Linked DNA regions of Mus musculus: regions 2 and 3 are each linked to region 1. The links are chromatin contacts, called in public Hi-C and HiCAR-type maps. All regions are on one chromosome and are shown on one strand. The core of a region is the stretch at or near the end of the contact, and the rest is flanking DNA. Distances in the headings are between cores, read along the strand shown.

Evidence for each region. A called contact is a pair of places that touch in the nucleus more often than the background predicts. HiCAR-type assays count read pairs that join an accessible place to other places.
Region 2: a HiCAR-type map of astrocytes shows a contact between it and region 1, with 4 times the contacts expected there. The contact joins the promoter of Zmym4 here to the promoter of Adprhl2 in region 1. A contact is called at or near these places in 3 of 39 promoter capture datasets (hippocampal neurons and liver), 1 of 484 Hi-C or Micro-C datasets (embryonic stem cells), 2 of 115 datasets of contacts at active chromatin or transcription factors (astrocytes and embryonic stem cells) and 3 of 9 other capture datasets (adipose tissue, macrophages and pancreatic islet).
Region 3: a contact with region 1 is called in a Hi-C map of regulatory T cells, with 3 times the contacts expected there. The contact joins the promoter of Smim12 here to the promoter of Adprhl2 in region 1. A contact is called at or near these places in 2 of 39 promoter capture datasets (liver and pre-B cells) and 4 of 484 Hi-C or Micro-C datasets (B cells, CD4 T cells, CD8 T cells and 1 more).

The regions. Positions count from the first base shown.
Region 1 is chr4:126,319,586-126,323,892 of GRCm38.p6, forward strand. It overlaps Adprhl2 (ADP-ribosylhydrolase like 2), which reads right to left and starts at 2,118. Exons shown (of 6, transcript NM_133883.2): 1 at 1,857-2,118. The coding sequence starts at 2,085. It overlaps Tekt2 (tektin 2), which reads right to left. Exons shown (of 11, transcript NM_001357262.1): 6 at 4,054-4,197; 7 at 3,772-3,886; 8 at 3,535-3,642; 9 at 3,235-3,378; 10 at 2,987-3,066; 11 at 2,536-2,834. The coding sequence ends at 2,621.
Region 2 is chr4:126,965,858-126,970,016 of GRCm38.p6, forward strand. It overlaps Zmym4 (zinc finger, MYM-type 4), which reads right to left and starts at 2,370. Exons shown (of 30, transcript NM_001114399.2): 1 at 1,959-2,370. The coding sequence starts at 1,997.
Region 3 is chr4:127,241,713-127,246,141 of GRCm38.p6, forward strand. Smim12 (small integral membrane protein 12) reads left to right here and starts at 2,072. Exons shown (of 2, transcript NM_030252.2): 1 at 2,072-2,186.

The sequences.
Region 1 (4,307 bases), core at 868-3,367:
CTGGTACTTTTTTTTTTTTAACCCCTCAAGACAGGGTTTCTCTGTGTAGCCCTGGCTGACCTGGAACTCACTCTGTAGACCAGGCTGGCCTCAAACTCAGAAATGAACCTGCCTCTGCCTCCCGAGTGCTGGGATTAAAAGAGTGCGCCCAGCCCTACTCTGATACTTCTAACATGCCACACTCAAAGAGGCTACTAACCTGCTAGGACAGGACCTTTGCTTCACTGAGAGAAGACAGTTACAGAGAATGGACTCGTCTAATGAGTGCCTCCCGGATCCTTCAGATAGCCAGTCCACTCCCTCCTTGTTGTTCAAACTCCATTTCCCCTCTTCTCAGGTGGCCCCTGTGTCCCACGTTCATAGCTGTAAACACATTCCTAGTCTTTGCCAGCCTGGTCATAGGTAAAGGTCACCCTCGCTCACTGGGGTCAGGTGTTGCTCTTTGCCCTTCTCTCTATATGCTCAGCACATGTCTGTGAGTGAGGGGGCACTGTGTGTCCTCCCTCCTTTTGCTCTGTGCCCTGGTCTTCCTGAGGGAGCCGTTCTTCTTTAGTCCTAGCTGGAGGACTGACCTCCTGCCTAGTTAGACGGCAACTTGAAGGCATCCATCTCTTATTGCCAGTCCCTTATGTAGGACTGGGCTCCAGACTCAAGTTGCAATGTTCGTAGAGTTGGAGCAAAGGAGAATCTCTCTCGTTCTCTCTCTCTTTTTTTAAAGATTTATTTATTTGTTATATGTAAGTACACTGTAGCTGTCTTCAGACACCCCCAAAAGGGCATCAGATCCCACTGCAGGTGGTTGTGAGCCACCATGTGGTTGCTGGGATTTGAACTCAGGACCTCTAGAAGAGCAGTTAGTGCTCTTAACTGCAGAGCCATCTCTCCAGCCCCAAGGAGAACCTCTTCTGCAGTGTTACTGGGACCATACTGTAGGAAAAGGAGACTGCCAAAGTGAGCTCCCCCCAAAGGGAAACTCAAGGCCAAGAGGAACCAAGCAAGCTAGTTAGGAGTTGAACTCCTGGACTTAGCACTGCTGGAGGCCAGAACTTCCTTTGGACTCTGTCAGTTCTTTCCACTCAGACCCTCTTAAAATGTGTTTCCTGCAGCCACAGGGTCCCAACTACCACTCAACCTAAAACACACCTTTTTTTTTTCCATCTTACCAAACCATAATGAAATAAAATTTGTCTTATCTCTGCTTCCTTTAACACCCGTTTTCCATGTTCTCGACCAACTCGACATGGTTTTCTGGGTCCAGACTACCCTGACTTTTCTGTAACACACCAGTGTCCTAGTCTTGAAATTCTTTCCTCTGGTTTTGTTACCATCCTTCCTACTTCTCGGCACACCCCGTCCTTCCTCGCTCCTTCCCCTACCTCTAAATGCCTCTTAACTCGTGGAGTCCTCTGGGGTTCTGACGACGGCCCCCTTCTACTATGTTACATGCTCTTCAAGAAGAACCAAGTCTTCTACTGACATCTGACCTGGAATCTGAGGACAAGCTGCGTTTGCAAGCGAAAGGAAGGGACATGTCTTAACAGGCTAGGGACAGCCCTCGCCGACGCCCACATCGGGCCAGCAGTTTGAGAAAGCTGGTCACGACGGAACTGGCCACGCGGGAACTGGCTCTAGCCAAGGTTTTAGGCGAGGCCTGCGCTCTGAATGTGGTCATGGCTGGAGACCTACAACCACGGAGAGCTGGAGCAAACCGATTCGATCCAGGGGCCTTCAGCCTCGTGACTTCGTGGGAGCTCGCCGCAGGAGCCTCCACCTCGGCAGCCTAGTCTGCGCGCGCGCCCCCGAGTCTCGGTCCCCTCGCCCAGGGGTGGGGACCCGATCGGTGGTGCCCCGCCCACCTGTCCGCGCGCTGCCCGGCGTGCCCGGGTCCGGCTCCAGGCTCTCGACGTGACTCAGGACTGATGCCAGGCTGACGGTATCGTGTGCCTCGTAGACAGCGCCCACGCAATCTCCCAGCAGCGCGCCCGCCAGGCAACCTCGGAAGCGCGAGATGGAGCGGGCCGCACTTGCCCCGCCGCCCCCCGCCGCCGACATCGCTGTAGCTGCTGCCGCCGCAGCCACCGCCATCCGCGCGCGGACTAGTCGCCACTTCCGGCATCGATGCTGCCGCCTCTTTGGTCGTCTCTTCCCCGCGGCCCCACAGCGCCCCCTTGTGGCCCGGAGTCTCAGCCTACGTCCTACCCCACAGCGCCACTCAACGGCTGGGAGTCTCAGCGCCCCATAAGTACTCGCACGCTTCGCTTTGGCGCTCCCTACCTTCTCATTTGTAAATGGCACCACAAATGCGGCCGACAGCTCCCTAAAATCCCGCGGAGGACCCTTTGAAAAGCACCTGAACAAGAATGTTGCCCACTCAAAGCCACTGCTGCCCGCGGGCGATCACCTGTATCTTTACACCCGTATTCCTTCTGGAGTCGCTTTGGACTCGACCCCTATGAAGTCTAGGCGACTCCATCGCTCAAGTGGACTGTCTCACTCGGTCAGCCACTCTCATGGGGTAGCAGAAAAGAGCCTGGCTTGAGAACTCCATTTTTATTATTTTACTGTCCCCTCACTACTCCCCCCTCCCACCAATCTTGTGTCTTCCCTCAGCCGCCAAAGCCTAGGTTAGCTCCAGCTGGCAGATTTTGAGTGGACTCAGTGTGCGGTTTGTCGTGCGCGTGAAGGTGTCCACCTGGGGCACAAATTTCTCAGCCGGCACCGTCAGCTTGCGTCGGGTGTCCATACACTTGGTGTCCAAGAGCAGGGTGTTGGTCTTGCACGCGATATCAGCCTGTATCCGGGCCAGGTGCTTGAACAGGGCATCCAAAGCGTTCCTGTAACGCAAAGCATCGGGAGCTCAGAGCCCTACATCAGGCTGCAGGGGCCAGGACATCTCACCAGCATAAAGCCCAGAGAGACCAGCAGGCACTACGGCCCCATGGTTGAGCAGTGCCCCCCACTATTCCTGCCCACTCTCTAAACCTACTGTGTTTGGGCCAGCTTCTGCTTCATGGTATTGATGGTTGCCTCTAACTGGTGGACTTCATCAATGAGGCCATACTGTGTCTGAAGACAGAGGGGCAGGATGGGGTTTTCAGTTCAGCCGCAAGACCCTTCAGCTGGTCGCATAACTGCCTTGGACCAGAATGCTTGTTCCACAAGAAACGTGCGAAGAGGGGTAATACTGAGGTCTCCTTAGCAGACAGGGGTGGTCCCCACCGGGGCCCCTTGTACCTGGTCCCGGCAGAGCTCCACATTGGACCGGTAGGTTCTGGACTCCAGCCGGGTATGTGCAAGCTTCAAGTTCATCATCTTTCTACGCAGGTCCTCCTCCAGGCGCCGAATGTCTCCCTGCAGCTCGGCTATCTCTTCTAAGGTCTGTGGCAGACATTACTGTTCTCCACCGGCAAGACTCACACTAGGGCTCCCAACTGAAGCTTCAGGGCAGGGTTCCTTATGCCCTGCCTCACAGCATGGTGGGAAAGGCAGGGTGGTGGGGTTGGGGGAGGGTAAGGGGGTGGTGGTGACACTCACATTTTTCTCTTGCCACTTGAGCTCACTGTAAAAACTCTCCATTTCCCGAAGCCGCTTCCTGAAGGTGAATTCTGTTGCAACCCTCTGAGCGTCCAGTTCATTGTTGGTCTGCATGAGGAGGGTGAGCCAGGCCAGAAGAGGGTGTCATGGCCTTGTGAGATTGCTGTTTGAAGTCAGGGAAGGGCTAACATGTGGTCAGTGTGGAAAGAAAGACAGAGGTGAGTTGGGCTTAGTCACCTGAGCAATAGCTAGGGCAATGGCTTCCCTCAACTCTATGGACGCTTTCATTTCGGCCTCTGCCCGGTTCTTGTTGAATCGAGTAAATTCATCCCACTGCTGCAGTGTGGTGGAGCTGTGGAGGCAAGCAAACAATGGGGGTCACTGGGGCACACAAGGAAACGATGGGGTCACAGGGACACACAAGGAAACAATGGGGTCCTAGGGACACACAAGGAAACAATGGAGGTCACAGGGACACACAAGGCACACAGAAAGGACTGACTGAAACACTGGTCTTACTCTTTGGGGATGCGTGTGGGGTTGACTTTCAGAGAGATGTTTGGGGAAGTGAGGTTGAGAGAGAGGCAGCCCCTGTCGATCTCCAGTGTCTCCATTTTGTCCCGGTGGTCAGAGTTGAGTTGCTGCCGAATTTCCTGCAGGAGACTGGAGAAGGAGAAGACACTGGAGCCATGGCTCCCAAGGACCAGGACGCGAGCCTCACTGGACTGCAGGGATACTGAAGGTTTGTGGTATGTGTGTGTGCGCGCATGCTT
Region 2 (4,159 bases), core at 1,120-3,619, 650 kb after region 1:
AGATAGTTTACTACTAATCAGAAATTAGAAAACAATTCAGAATTTCAAAACATATGCATTCTATATCAGTACTTATTGTAAATGACCTGTTTGAACATACATTATATTAATACAGCTTAACCTGTTCAATGATAAATATATGAAGAGAGCCCAACATTTTGCAAACCTAAGACAACCAACATTACATTTTAATTATTAAAAATGCTAAAATGCAGTGTACTTAAAAGACTAATGGGGGCTGGTGAGATGGCTCAGTGGGTAAGAGCACCCGACTCCTCTTCCGAAGGTCCAGAGTTCAAATCCCAGCAACCACATGGTGGCTCACAACCATCTGTAAAGAGATCTGACTCCTTCTCCTGGAGTGTCTGAAGACAGCTACAGTATACTTACATATAATAAATAAATAAATCTTAAAAAAAAAAAAAAGACTAATGAATGACTGGGTAAAGAGATGGCTTGATGAAATAACTAGGTTTGGTAAACAAGAATCTGGGAAAACTGTCAATAGTAGAATCTAGGGGTTTGGGAATGCAGTAGCACCCTGAATCTAAACTGTATTTTTACTTTTATTGATGGTTATAAAGTTTTCTAATGACCTGTTAGAAACATCATTTACATTTTTAAAAAGAGAAACTCCTCAGGCTAGGAGTCTACCTCAGTGGTATAGGCTTGTCTATCAGATGTTAAGGCCCAGGATCCAATGACAGGACTAGAAGAATTAAAAAAAAAAAAAAACCTTAAATGCAACCAACACAAGCATTTGCAAACCTGTTTTCAAATCTCGGATCAAAACTCTGGACTTTGCAAACTTAATTATGTAAGATAGGAAATAAATCTACATTTCAGCCACAAATGGGCTGCATAGTTACTGTGAGGTTGAACTCTTCACAAAGCACTTCGTGCAATGTCAGGCACACAGTCAGCACTCAGGATGTTAACAGTATGCATCTTTGAATAGACATTTATGCTGAATGAAAAAGCATTTTTGGTTAAGATTCATGTTTTAAGCAGCTTGGTTTAACAACTAACTCATCATTTGGAGACCATTTCCAAAAGGAAAACTCCTGATAGGAAACTTAACAAACTTGATGCTTAACATGCTGGGTGAGGGGAAGTTTAAAAAAAAAGCCTTGAAAAACATTACTCAGTGGATAGTATTGTTCTCCATCTGAAGAAAATGAATCACAACTAAATTAAAAATAAAAAAAGTTTCAAGACAAACTTTTAAACGGCTTACAACTCCTGTGTAGACAAGGCTTTACCTAGGGCAGGCAAGGCTGGCTGGGTACATCCTAAGGACAAAACTTGTCACTCTTCCACGTTACTAACTGCAGGTAAAGAATGCTAGACTATAACACATCCGTGGCTATCAGAACACATTCCCCCAACTTCAAGACGACAACCCCACTTCTTCTAAGGTGAAGAGAGCACCATGTCCACTTTGGGGCTTGATAACGGTCAAGGGGGAGGGGAGTGGAGGCAGGAAGATGAATTGGCTCCGGGGTTCCCGCAGCACCCTCCCGGTTACTCCTCAGGAAACGACCAATCCTCCACGACTTCTTCCCGCCACCTCTACCCCCACCTGACCTCTCCCCAGAGAAACTTCCATAGACTCCCTTTTCCTCGAGGATGCAGAAGCGGAGTCTGACACCTTGCGTCTCCCAGGCTCCCCCCCCCCCCGAATACGCACCACCACCCACACGCCGGCAAAGGGAGGGGAGCCAAGCGGACCACGGCCCCCGCCCCTCCCCCTCCCCGCCGGCCACCGAGCTTTGTCCCACCTGCCGAGGGGACCCCGGTGCCGCCTCGGGCCGCCCCTCCCTCCGGCCGTCGACCACCGCGCCACCCGTGAGCTCCGGGCTGCTCGGGGCCGGCCGCGCCCCGCCCCCCGCCCGCCCGCCCGCCCGCCTGCCCGCAGCCCGCAGCCCGCAGACGGCCCGCGGCCTCACCTCACCTACCCTCTTTCGGGGGCCGGTCTCCACCTCCCGCTCCGCCATGTTGGGCCCCGCTCGGAACCGCGGCGGCTCCCGGCGCGGCGGCCGCGGCCCCTCTCGGCCCCCGCCCACACTGCAGACACCGGCGCTTCACCCGCTGCGGTTCGGTCCCCCTCGGCCCCCGCCGGGCCTGGCGCGGGAGTGACGAGGGGGGCGGAGGCCCGCGCGCTTAGCCGCAGCTCCTGGGGTCCCACGGGCGGGCGCGTGGGCGCAAGGGCCTGCCGGGGCAGGGGGGCCGGGACTCGGGGGGTTAATGGCCTCCAAGGGGCCCCGTGAGGAGGATTATTTTCTCTCAGAGAAATTCCTCCGCCAGTGGTTTTCTTAAAGGGATCTCCAAACCAGCCCCTTGCGCGCGCCCCTGATGCGCAGGCGCGCCACAAGCCCCTCCTCCCTTTCCCACCAAGCCCCCGGTCCTGAGCGTGCGCGGTGAGTGGCCCAGGCTAGGCCTAATCCTGTTAGTCTCTTTGCTGCCAGCAGCTGCTCCCACCACTCAACTATGGCCGCTCCCTTAAAGGGACCATGACGAAGGGATGATGTCAGAATGAAAGATCTTAATGGAAGGACTATCTGGTGAAATGTCAGTGAGGGGTTCACATCACCACCCTACACCTGACTACAGAGATATTGCCAAAAGGAGAGAACCCTGATGAGCCAAAGTTCTCAGTGACCCTATGAACATGAAGAATCCCAACCAAGAAGAAAACAAGACTGTTATCTGAAGGAGAAACCAACAGCTTGTCAAGTAAAGGGCGTCGACTCTCAAGGAACAACTTCCAACCTTAAAACCAGATCCACTGGTAGTGTTGAAGGCAGAACCAATAACTGAAGACAATTTCCTCAATACCTGCTTGCCATTAGAATACTAAAATGAAAAAGGATCTTAGAAACCATCTACTCCATTGCTTTCAAAGTTAACATTGCCAGTATGGTCATTTGAAATAAATTAATTTACCTCAAGATATCGAGTGGCTGGTGAGGAGCTAGAACACAGTCTGGAATTGCATTCCTCCAGGATTCTGAACACACAAAACTGTCGTCAAGGCAAAAGAACATAAAATGTCAAGAGTCTTGATAGTTCAAGAACATGGCTGCTCTCCTGAGAAGTTTCATGGTGATGACCTGCAACTGCTGTGTGCCATCATTTGCCTCCACTGAAGGAATTTGAGGGTCTGACTTAAAGAATAGGAGCTTGAACTGTCAAGGCAGGAAATCCAAGGGTAGGCACTATCTTCCCTGAAGCACAACGAAGCCAAAGATAATGAGAGCTGAAGTCCCCTCTTGGATTCTTAATGAAGACATAGGCACAACAGACAGACATATAGTAAAAAATACAAGGAAATTAGTTTAGGTTGGTTGGAGTTGGGTTGGTTGGAGTTGGATTGGTTGGAGTTGGGTTGGTTGGAGCTAGGTTGCTATGTAACCCAGAGTGGCCTGAAACTGCTGGTCTTCCTGCCTTGACCAAGTGCTTGGACTGCTGGTATACTAGGAAATCCCCAAAGAACTAATTAAAAAAAATGTTTAAGTCTCTGAAGAGTTGTTATTCTCCATGGCAATACAAGGGGACCCAGAGCTCCTCTGCTCACAGGGTGAAAGTTGCTCTACAGCTGTACTTCTGTGTGTAAGTCAGTAGCTCTTTGAACCCAGGAACATTGGCTGAACACTGAAATGGCTGAAAGTTTCCATGCTGGTCCTTGATTCTCCCTTGGGCCTGTTATCTTTTGTTTCACTTATGGGTAGAACAAAAAGAAACATGTTCACTTCTGCCAGATAATGTTTTTTTTTTCATATCCTAGACTCTTTCCTTACATGTCCAAAGCAAAAAACAAATAGAAAGGTTAAGAAAATATGTTTTCAGGGATTGTAGTTAAATATAAGACTGGATGGTTTCCACCTTTTTATGGGCTGTAGACTACTCCCTTCTAATAAAATCCAACAGCTTAAAAGTGGAACTTCTGAAGGGAACAGTTGAAAATAGATACCAGCCTGGTCTGCATAGATTGTCTAAAGTAAGAAAAGGGGAAAAAAATCAGGGGCTGGAGAGACGGCTCAGCGGCTAAGAGCACTTACTGCGCTTCCAGAGGCCCTGAATTCGATTCCCAGCAACCACATGGTGGCTCATAACCATCTGTAATGGGATCTGATGCCCTCTTCTAGTGTCTGAAGAC
Region 3 (4,429 bases), core at 822-3,321, 920 kb after region 1:
TGAACCTTGCAGAAAGAAGCAGGAATCTGGGGGAATCTTAACATGACAAGAAGGATTCATTACCAAACACTCATTGAGCAAATGCCAAGAGGTGTGGCAAGCGCTATCTGCACACTAGCGTGATTTACAACAGCAACCCTAGAGGATGTCTTAAAGGTTTTTATTCCTTTTATTTATTTGTGTGTGGGTGTATGCTCACAAGCCACAGACCCTATGGGGAGTTCAGAGGACAACTTTCAGGAGTTGAGAGTCTCCTTCAACCATGTGGGTCCTGAGGATTAAACTCAGGCCATCAGTTTGGTGGCAAATACCTTTATCTGCTGAGCCATCTGGCCAGTCCTAGGGTATTTTCTTACTGGTTTTTTTTTTTTTTAAATACAAATAGGTCTATAAGATGGTACTGTGGTTAAGGAACACACCACTCTGCAGATGAGCCTAGCTTGGTTCTCAGCATCCATGTCTGACAGCTCATAAACTCCTGTGTGTCTGACGCCCTCTTCTGACTTCCATGGGTGCCTACATTCATTGCACCCCCCCCTTACACACACATAATTAAAATCATTTTTAAAAGGTTATAAATATATTTTCTCAGATTAGCAGGCCACAGAGTCAAGATTTGAATTAATTAAACAACTAATTCCAGTGTTTGGTATTTTACTTTATTTTTAGACAGGGTCTCAGCTTGTAGTTCTGTGTGATCTGGAAGTGCTAACTGACTCCTTTAATTGATATAGGATCTTGGTGTAGAGCCAAGGCTGGTCTTGCGCCTCAGGACTTCTCAATGCTGTCATTTCCACTTTAGCTGGGGATTCTGTGCTTACCCAGGTCTGCTGGAGGGAACTTCTAGTCACTATTAAGATCCAGCTTAGGGATCTGTCCTTCCAGGGAACCTCCACTCATTCTTCTTGTATGGACGGACAGTGTCCTCTGTTATGACACTGTGTGGGTCTTCCTGTTTCTTCTCCATCCAGGAAACTACGGAGGGCAGTCCCCATTTGTATCGCCAATGTCTAGCTTGTAGAATGGCTAAATGCCAGCCTGTGTTCTAGACTGTTCTGATCTCTTCCCACAGATTCAATGCACAAGTAATCAAGGTCTGATAATCACGGTTGCTAATTTCTGGCAGCTTCTTCCTCCCCATCTTCGCTGTCAGGCTTAGCTTTGGGCTCTTTGATCTAAAAGAGGAAGAATCTCTAACTTGACAGTACAGTCTTGAAGACGCTTCCTGTGAGAGTACCCGTGACCTTGAGAAATGGCTCACTGCTAACTTAAGGGAAGCTGGGTAGACTTAAGGGAAGCTGGGTAGAGCACTCCAGGTAGATGAAAGAACATGGACACACAGGCTTCAAACGTTGATTTTTAGCATGCTATTAGTGGGAAGGAGACTGGTCAGGTTGAGAGCAGTGTGGGCAGGTTGAGAAGGCAGGACTATGGTAGTCCATTAGAGAGCTTGGGGTGTGAGGCTTTTTCTTATATGTGATAAGTATAATTCCGCTCAGGGACAGGGGAAACATGGAGGAAGGAGAGTGAGTACTTGCGATCAGAGGGTCTTGGTACTTTCAGCAATTTGTAGACTCACTAACGCTACAATCTAGTTCCCTGCGAGATGTGTGCCTGGCACAGTATTTTACAAACAAGATGTTATCTAACCCTTGCAACATCCCTGCTGAAATGGAAGGTTTTAACGCTATGCAGAAGAATTGAGGCTCAGATTAATTAATGATGTTCCCAAGGACACACAGCCTGAAAGCACAGATCCCAAGAAGATTGAAAGTACTAGGTTATTCTCTGCTACGGGAGCTTCTGGAGGTCAGGGGTTGGGTTTTCGGTTTCAGTAATATCCGACCTAGGTAAGTCTCGGAAGACACCTAATGAACTTCATTTGGATCAATGAAAGCTGACTATTCTTTTTTCTTCTTCACAAGCATGTGGCAACGTCACAGGGGAGCCTCCGAGCCGTCAGGGGGCGCTATACTATTCTGCGTTTAGTCCAACGCAGGGTCGGGTGCCTGGCTTCCTTTCTTCTGTAGCTGGCTGGAGCTCAGCCAATCGCTGCTCTCCGAGAGATGCCAGTGGGCGGGGCCTCGGGCGCGCCCCGCGGGCCACTGGGAACCTCGGCGTCCCTGTTGCTCCCGGCTAGCGGGCGCAGCGCGGGACCTGTCCGGGGTGTGCGGGCTGGACCGCAGGTGAGTTCCCAGGGCTGAGGGCACTTCGCTTCCCAGGATCGCTGGCCCCCAGTCCCACGGGAACGGCTCCTCCTAGTTGAGGGAGCGATGGTTTCCGTGACCCGCTCGGCCTCGGCCAGCTTTTGGTGGCCGAGTGTGGACTGTGGTCAGATCTCGTCCGCCTCAGGCCCCTGCAGGCCGAAGGGTGACGAAGCCACGCGTGTGGCGTGACTGGACAGGGAACAGGAGCTGATGACCCGAACCTCACTGGCGCTCCCATCCCAACTTGGCTGGCTGTCAAGGCTGATGGTTTCACCTTCTCGGACCTCCTACGACTGCTCTCATTTGGAGAGCTTCCGGTGGGCTCAGGCACTGGGACAGGTTTCCTGGCGGCCCGGTTGACCTGTACCTGGAGCCTTTGGCTGGCGCCCCTGCGTGTCGGGCTGGAAATAGGCGTTGCAGTATTTGGGAAACACTTGTGCTACTTACATTTTGATACCTTCGGGATGACTTCATGAAGTCTAGCTGCTTATGATCATATCCCTATACCCCTTTGTGAGTGCGGGTGGAAGGCTGCTGTAGTCTTCCATAAACAAAGCAACATGTTTATGCTGCCTGTCATTCATTCGACCAACAAACTTTTTTAGCTCTTTGCTAGGGAGGATAGCAAGGGTGGGAAGAGGCACAGAGCATAGGACGATCCGGACATCCTTAGTTCTTAACCTTGTGGAGCTCCAGGGTGTTTTGAGAGCTGTAGACAGGTAGGGTAGGCCCACATAGCTTACCGAAGAGAAGGTTGTGTTGTATACATGGATGACTGGAATTCGGACAAGAGCACATAGAACTTGGGCTTTCTATGTACAAGAGTAATACTCATAGACTGGTGCTTGATATGCCCGCCCTAAGACAAATTGGAAAATTGAGAGTCTCTACCCAGGAATTGTATAAAGGACTTGCACTTGGTGTGGACCTGTGATCACAAGCACTTGGCACTGGAAACAGGAGCGTCGGCAGATCAAAGTTATCCTTAGCTACTTTGAGGGTTTGAGGCCAGGCTGGGTGCCATGAGAACCTGTCTTAAAAATAAAAACAAGCCCAACGGTGGTGGCACATGTCTTTAATCTTGGCACTAAGGAGGCAGAGGCAGGCCAGTCCAGTCTCTGAGTTTGAGGCCAGCCTGGTCTACAGAAGGAATCTGAATGGCAGGGCTACACAGGGAAACCCTATCTCAAAAAACCAAAACCAGCTGACCAAACAAACCCCAAAACTTAAAACAGAAAATAGAACGAAGTACTGAGTTAAAAATAGAATGGAGGATTGAGTTTGGGGTTCTTTGGAGCTTCCCCTCTTTGTTAATGTGTACATTGTAAGGTTTCTCGGATCTCATGATATAACTTCAGAGCTCAGAAGGAAGGAAGACTTTCAGTGTAATGAAAAGCCAAGCTAATGGGGAGCTGTAGGAGGCCCTCCACACATCTAGGGTGTGAACGGACACCATGCATACATCTGCAGAGTGTTCTTTCTGCTAGAAAAAAAGCCCAGGCTTGGCCTCAGACCAGCGGGCCTGCCACTTGTATGATTTTGGCAAGCTGACACAGTGTCTTTGAGCCACTATGGCCTTGGACAAGAATCTGGGCTCCTCGTTCCTACATCATAGAGATGTGAGGGTCAGGCGATGACCAGGGGAGATATGGTAGAGCATAGGGCATGGTGTCAGGTCAAAGGAGCAGGAAGAGAAACTTGAATCTTGCTGCAGTTCTTTGCCTTTGAAGGTCCATGTGTAGTGTCAGGCCCACAAGACACCCAAGTTCCCCCAAAGAGAATAAAAGGGGGAAATGAGGAGCCTTCAAATCTTCCATGAGGTCTGGATGTCTCACCGTAGAGCCGAGAGAGAGAGAGAGAGAGAGAGAGAGAGAGAGAGAGAGAGAGAGAGAGAGAGAGGTGTTGGAGAAACAGTTATGGAAGCATAAACACGGGCAAGTGACTCCATGCTGATGACTAAGGCGAGCATGTGAACATTGGAGAACACTGTGTGTGTGAAGTGCTTAGCCCAGGGCCCAGCTTGGAATAAGCACTCAGTAGATGGTGGTAGCTTGCATTATTACATTCATTGCCAGCAGCCTTTTATGATTGTAACGGTAATTAAATAATGGTATAAATAGTAATTTAATAGTGGTAATCATTTGTGACTAAGTGGCCATTTGAGTGTGTAGGTTTGCATATTACTTTGGTGTTTCATTGCAGGAGGCCCTAGGGGCAGCTCT